2 separate regions of the Sus scrofa genome follow, and region 1 is linked to region 2. A link is a contact called in public HiChIP or PLAC-seq data. All regions are on one chromosome and are shown on one strand. Each heading gives the region's core, a stretch centred on a gene start, on an enhancer-like site or on the middle of the called end of the contact. The rest is flanking DNA. Distances are from core to core; before and after follow the strand shown. Region 1 overlaps ZSWIM6 (zinc finger SWIM domain-containing protein 6). Region 2 overlaps ERCC8 (DNA excision repair protein ERCC-8).

Region 1 (3,040 bases), core at 353-2,852, 420 kb before region 2:
GCCAAATGCTTAGTCTTAACCATGCCTGTGTCTTACTCCTAACAAATGTCTTATAAGTTCCTTGCCAGAAACTTAGAGATTAAGAAAGTTCTATGTAAATTAGAGCTCTCTTATACACTGCCCATTGCAGATGTAAAGTCTTCTGCGGTGCCCCTTCCACTGATAATGTTAAAATCTAACGGGATCATACCTCAGCCATCCAAGAGCCATCGTCAACGTGCAGAGAAACTACGGAAACCATCTTCAGTAGCTAGAAAAGGAACTCTCAATATGGCAAGGTGGTATGGACAATAACATTCCATTTTTATGAAAAGAGTCAGAAAGAATCATTGCAAATACAAGAAGTTTAACGATTTAAGAATTTTATTAAAATAAAATTGATTACTATTAGAAAAGAAACATATACACCAGAATGCATACAAACACCAAACTTAAAAAAATATAAACAATCGTATAAACATTTTTGTAATCACTGCAGAAAGATTAGCTCCATTATGAATCATCAACAGATATTAGGTCTAGGGAGAGGTTTTGATGAAGAGCAGGGTATTTTCATGGTCTTGAAGCATCTCCCCAGAGATCACTTACTAGTTCCAAGGGAAAAAAAATAGTAATAAATATAGAAGAAATTAGAAAACACTTTGACCAAGGGATGATCACAATTAATATTACCAATGAGGGGCAGATGGGTTTCATATGCCTCCAAATGTACCCTGAGAAGGACACATTACTTATGCAGCATTCTGGTAGGGAATACATAACCTGAATCTTATCATAAGAGAATATCAGAAAAATACTAAAATAAGAAATGTTCCATTAGAAAAAGGAGAAGACTCTAACTCTTTAAAAATGCCAATTATCATAAAAGATAAAGTCTTTGAAAATATTCCAGTTTAAAGAAGGTTAGAAACAATTGTAATACCTGATCTAGACTGAATCCCATTACTGAAGGAGGTAAAAAAAAATAATAATATAAAGAATATTACTGAATCAAGTGATAAAATTGGAATATAGACAGAAAATTAGTTAAAAGTTCTCATCAAAATTAAATTTACATAAGATGACATCTGTACTGTCTCTACTGAGGTTTTTTAAGAGACTATCCTCATGAAACTCTCATGTGGTTCGTAAAAAACACTGGGGGTGAGGGGGAGACAGAGATAGAGATAAAGCAAACTGACTAAAATGTTAAGTGAATACAGGCAAAAAAATTACAGGTATTATTATTAATGCACAATTTTTCCATAAGTTTGAAATTATCACATTTTTAAAAATTAATAGTAGAAAGTTTACATTCATCACTCCAGTATTCTGCCACTTAATCTGGTAAATATAGTGTTTGAATTTAAAAAGCATCGTGAAAACAAGACTTTATCATATCATAATCTTAATAGCCTTACATATTACATAATGACCTGAATAGCCTTACTATGTCAGAGAAGGGGTACCTGTGTCAAAGGTTTTAAAAGCAGCCTCCACATTTCCTTCTTTATTATTATTTTTTTCTTTCTCAGCCACACCTACAATATATGGAAGTTCCCCGGCCAAGGATCAAATCCAGCCCACAGCTGTGGCAATTCCAGCTGGATCCTTAACCCATTGCACCACAGTGGAAACTCCCAGCCTCCACATTTCTACAGCTAAAAGTAAAAGAGCAGATCTATGAGTCATAAATATATAGTAACAAAATAAAAAGAAAGAGCTATTGTGTTCACATCACCCCACTGTTTAAAACCTCCAAGTATCTGCCTATTTCTTACTAGGCAGAAGGCCCTAGCTCAGCATACAAAGCCCCTTAAAATCTGGGGAAGCTTTATCTCTTCAGATTTACCATCTGCTACCACAAGCCCCCAATACACACATCTTCAACATTCTAGCCATGCTTATTATAAGCCCTGTGCCTTTGCACATGCTGTTTCCTCTGCCTAGAATGATCTTCTCTGATGACCTCTTTTTGATGTACTCTTCCTCATGCTTTCTGATTAAAGCTTAAATGCCACTGCCTCTATCAACCTTTTCCTGACTTTCCCAACAAGAGTAAGTCTTACTCTGCTCCCTCAAAATTGTGTCCCCATTCCTGGGTGTATGAGGATTTCTCTTTCCCTGAATTTCCCCATAACTAGAACATCAGGTCTCTCAGAGCAGGAACCTTGGTCTAGAAATGCAGTGTCTTCCAAGCACAGTGCTCCATAAATGCAGACTAGATGACTAAATTAACCTCTCTGACTAGGACAGGTTCAACATTAAACAAGAGCTAACACTTGGAATGCTTATTTTATATCAGATACTACAAGAAAAAGTACTCTGCAAATATCAACTTACTCATCACAACAATTCTAAGAGGACGGCTTTCATTTGTTTTAACCTCCCTGAAATTGGGATATATCAATGATATAATGTATTACAGCATTTTTTCTTTCTTTCACATTAAGAAAAAAAAGATGCATTTTATAATCAATGGTCTTAATTTTGATAAAATATGGTATTATTCCTAGATATTCCGTCATATTTATAGATGAAGAGAATGAGGCACCAACGAAAAATTAATTAACTTGCTGAAAGTTGCAGAGAGCAGTCAAGATTCAATCTGAAACAAAATGACTCTAGAATCCACTCTTGACTCCACTTCTCCCTAATAAGAGTGATCCCATAGCATGAATGGACTACTGGCACCAGAGCTGGGACAAATCCAAAAGTAAGGCTTGATATTTGAAGTTACCAGGATCCTGGGAAATGGCCAGGAGGAAGCTCAAGATTAGAGGCAGTGAATTAAAATGGATCTTGAAATGCCTGAGAGAGGCATTTGAGTTCTTGTCAGCATCTATTCTCTCTGGGGAAGGTCTGGGTCTGAGTCCTGGTTCCTCCTCTATTGCAACCTTAGGAGATATTCTCCTCATCTTTATTTTCTACCTTAGCTTTGTCCTGAAGTTCCCAATGACTATAATCATAATTCTCTCAGAGCTAGTAATTACCAAAAGATGACCTAATTAAGCCCTCTGCCTTATATCTTAATCCCTGTAATATCATCTCTGGTAAGTAG
Region 2 (3,229 bases), core at 58-2,557:
CTACACCACAGCTCACAGCAACTTCGGATCCTTAACCCACTGAATGAGGCCAGGGATCAAACCTATGTCCTCATGTATACCAGTTGGATTCGTTTCTGCTGAGCCACAAGGGGAACTCCTATTCTGCTTCTTATAGTTTATATTCTTCTACAACTTGGGATGTTTTCAGCCTTTATTTCTGTCCAGTATTGTCACTGACTTTTCCTCTGTCATCTCTAATCTGCTATTTAGTCCATAAGAAAAATTGTTTTTTATGAAAATTAAATTTTTTGATGAAGAATAATTTTATATTTTTCAGTTCTAAGATTTCATTTAGTTCTTGATTATATCTTCTGTTATACCTTAATTACATCTTCTATTTATTTGCTTCTTTTTATTACTTTTTTCACATTTGTTTCAATTATGTTCACAATTGCTTGTTTAAGCATATTTTAATGGCTACCTTAATCTCTTTGTCAGATAATTTCAACATTTGTTTCATTTCAGCTTTGGTGTCTGTTGATTGTCTTTTCCCATAGCAGTTGAAATGTCCATGATTCTCCGTATGCAGAGTAATTTTGGATTGTACCCTGGATATTTTGAAATGTTCTGAGACTCTGGGTCTTGCTTCAGTCCTGTGAAGAACAATTTTTTTTTTTTTTTTCAAAGAGGCAATTGGCAAGGTTAGGTTCAAGCTGAAAGTTCTTACCTTCTTATGTGTGTTGTCCCAATGTCAGTTCAGTTTTCAAAGCTGTTTCACATCTGCCCCCAGTATGCCACTTTGTAGTCTGTGAACTGAGTGGTGCTCTGTTAGTTTAGTTTTCAAAATCTTTTGTAAGCTACTTGAAGTTAGCTAATGCATGCTCCACTCAATGATGAGTCCTGGAGTTCATAAAAAACTTCATTGTGAGGTTGCCTTCCTGAGCTTCTCTGTCTCTGTGATCTTTCTGTTACCTCTCTTCACAAGGACTTCTTTTGGTCCTCCTGCCAGAAACCCTGGCCCTAGTGACCCAGTTCTGCCATATGCATCTGGGCCCAGATCTGGGCCTGTCAGTGAGAAGACTGAGGAAGAAAGCAATGGGAGTTGGACCCAATCTGGTGGAATCAGAGCTTTGATGAACAGAGAAAACAGATTCCCTCCCCTAAAGTTCTGGCAACCCTTAGGCCATCATTTCCAGCCATTGCCATTACTGCTGTCAGATTGCCAGGTGCTGGGCCACAAGAGAATGGAGAGAAGAGAAAATATATATGAGTGATTTCTGTATGACCTTGATTACTGCAGTTCCCTCTTTTGCTTGTAAAACTTTGTGTCACAGTGCTCACTTCCTGGTTTCTAACTATATTAAACTGGGGCCAGGAAGTAGCAGAGGAGAAAAAATAATAATAAACTAGCAGTTGGTTTGGTGGTATGTTGAATTTTGGTGTTTTCCCCCAATCCGCCTGCTGCTGTTTACTTATCAGAGTCCTCAAATAGGTATTCCATGCATTTTGTTTGATTTTTGTAGTTGAATTTCTAGAGAAATGGTTGGCATTTGCTTATTAATCTTACCCAGAACTGGAGTGGCTCCTTTTTTTTTCATCTTTTTAGGGCTGCTCCTGTGGCTTATGGAGGTTCCCAGCTAGGGGTCAAATAGGAGCTACAGCTGTCAGCCTACACCACAGCCACAGCAACACCAGATCTGAGGTGTGTCTGTGACCTGCACCATGCTTGCGGCAATTGCAGATCCTTAACCCACTGAACAAGGCCAGGGATCAAACCAGCATCCTCATGGATACTAATTGGGTTCTTAACCTATTGAGCCACAATGAGAACTCCCAGATTAATTTTTTAAATAAAATAAAGCTAAACACAGAGTTCCCGTTGTGGCTCAGCGGGTTAAGGATCCATTGTTGTCTCTGTGAGGATGCTGGTTATATCCCTGTCCTCGCTCAGTGGATTAAGGATCCAAAATTGCTGCAAGCTGCAGCATAGCTCACAGATGCAGTTTGAATCAGGTGTTGTTGTGGCTGTGGCATAGGCCTCAGCTGCAGCTCCAATTTGATGGCTGACCCAGGAACTTCCATATGCCACAGGTGCAGCTGTAAAAGATAATAATACCTCCAAATATGTTTAAAATAATTTATAAATTCTTAAATATTATAAATTAATGTAGAGATAAAAAATTAGACAGTTGTAAGCAAAATGCAGAAGTCACTGTTATATTAAGTTAGGGTGAGATTTTTTTGGTTAAAAACACCAAACATTTTGTTTGTTTTTTAAATTTTTTTGGAGTATAGTTGATTTACAATGTTATATTAGTTTCCACTGTACAGCAAAGTGAATCAGTTGTACATGTACATATATCCATTCTTTCTCAGATTCTTTTCCCATATAGGTTATTACAGAGTATTGAGTAGATTTTGCTGTACTACACAGTAGACCCTTGTTAATTGTCTATTCTATATACGATAGTGTGTATATATTAATCCCAACCTGCTAATTTACCCCCCGCCCCACATTTCCCTTTTGGTAACATAAGTTTGATTTCAAAGTCTTTGAGGCTATTTCTGTTTTGTAAATAAGTTCTTTTGTATCATTTTTATTAGATTCCACCTGTAATTGATGTCATATGTTATTTTGTCTTTATCAGACTTACTTCACTTAGTATGATAATCTCTAGGTCTATCCATTTTGCTGCAGATGGCATTATTTAATTCTTTTTAATGGCTGGATAATATTCCATTGTATATACATACCATGTGTTTTTTATTCATTCATCTGTTGACGGACATTTAGGTTGCTTGCATGTCTTGGCTATTGAAAATAGTGCTGCAGTGAACGTAGAGGCTCATCTATCTTTTTGAATTATGGTTTTCTCCAGCTATATGCCCAGGAGTAGGATTGCTGGATAATACAGTAGTTCTATATATAGTTTTTTAGGGAACCTCCATACTGTTCTCCGTAGTGGTTGGTAAGAGGGTTTCTTTTTCTCCACAACCTCTCCAGCATTTGTTGTTAGTAGACTTTTTGATGACCATTCTGACTGGTGTGAGGTGATTATTTATTATAGTTTTGATTTACATTTCTCTCTTAATTAGTGATGTTGAGCATCTTTTCATGTGCTTTTTGCCATCTGTCTTCTTTGGAAAAAATGTCTATTTAAATCTTCTGACCCTTTTTTTCGGTTTTTTTTTTTTTTTTTAAACTATAAAGCTGCCTGAGATATTTGTATGTTTTGGAGATTAAGACCTTTTTAATCACTTCGTTTGC

The links. HiChIP or PLAC-seq counts read pairs in DNA pulled down with a chosen protein or histone mark.
Region 1: an H3K27ac HiChIP or PLAC-seq map of alveolar macrophages shows a contact between it and region 2. The contact joins two enhancer-like sites. A contact is called at or near these places in 1 of 47 Hi-C or Micro-C datasets (heart right ventricle) and 1 of 2 datasets of contacts at active chromatin or transcription factors (alveolar macrophages).

Annotation. Positions count from the first base shown.
Region 1 is chr16:40,187,858-40,190,897 of Sscrofa11.1, reverse strand. All of the region lies in intron 1 of ZSWIM6 (zinc finger SWIM domain-containing protein 6), which reads right to left. Among named protein-coding and RNA genes, the nearest start is that of ZSWIM6, 84 kb to the right of the region's middle. Within about 2 kb of position 1,602, at least 2 of the 83 cell types and tissues checked have an H3K27ac peak or open chromatin away from gene starts, as enhancers often do. A contact at or near this core is called in alveolar macrophages, where this site is marked.
Region 2 is chr16:39,762,524-39,765,752 of Sscrofa11.1, reverse strand. All of the region lies in intron 1 of ERCC8 (DNA excision repair protein ERCC-8), which reads left to right. Among named protein-coding and RNA genes, the nearest start is that of ERCC8, 6.2 kb to the left of the region's middle. Within about 2 kb of position 1,307, at least 5 of the 83 cell types and tissues checked have an H3K27ac peak or open chromatin away from gene starts, as enhancers often do. A contact at or near this core is called in alveolar macrophages, where this site is marked.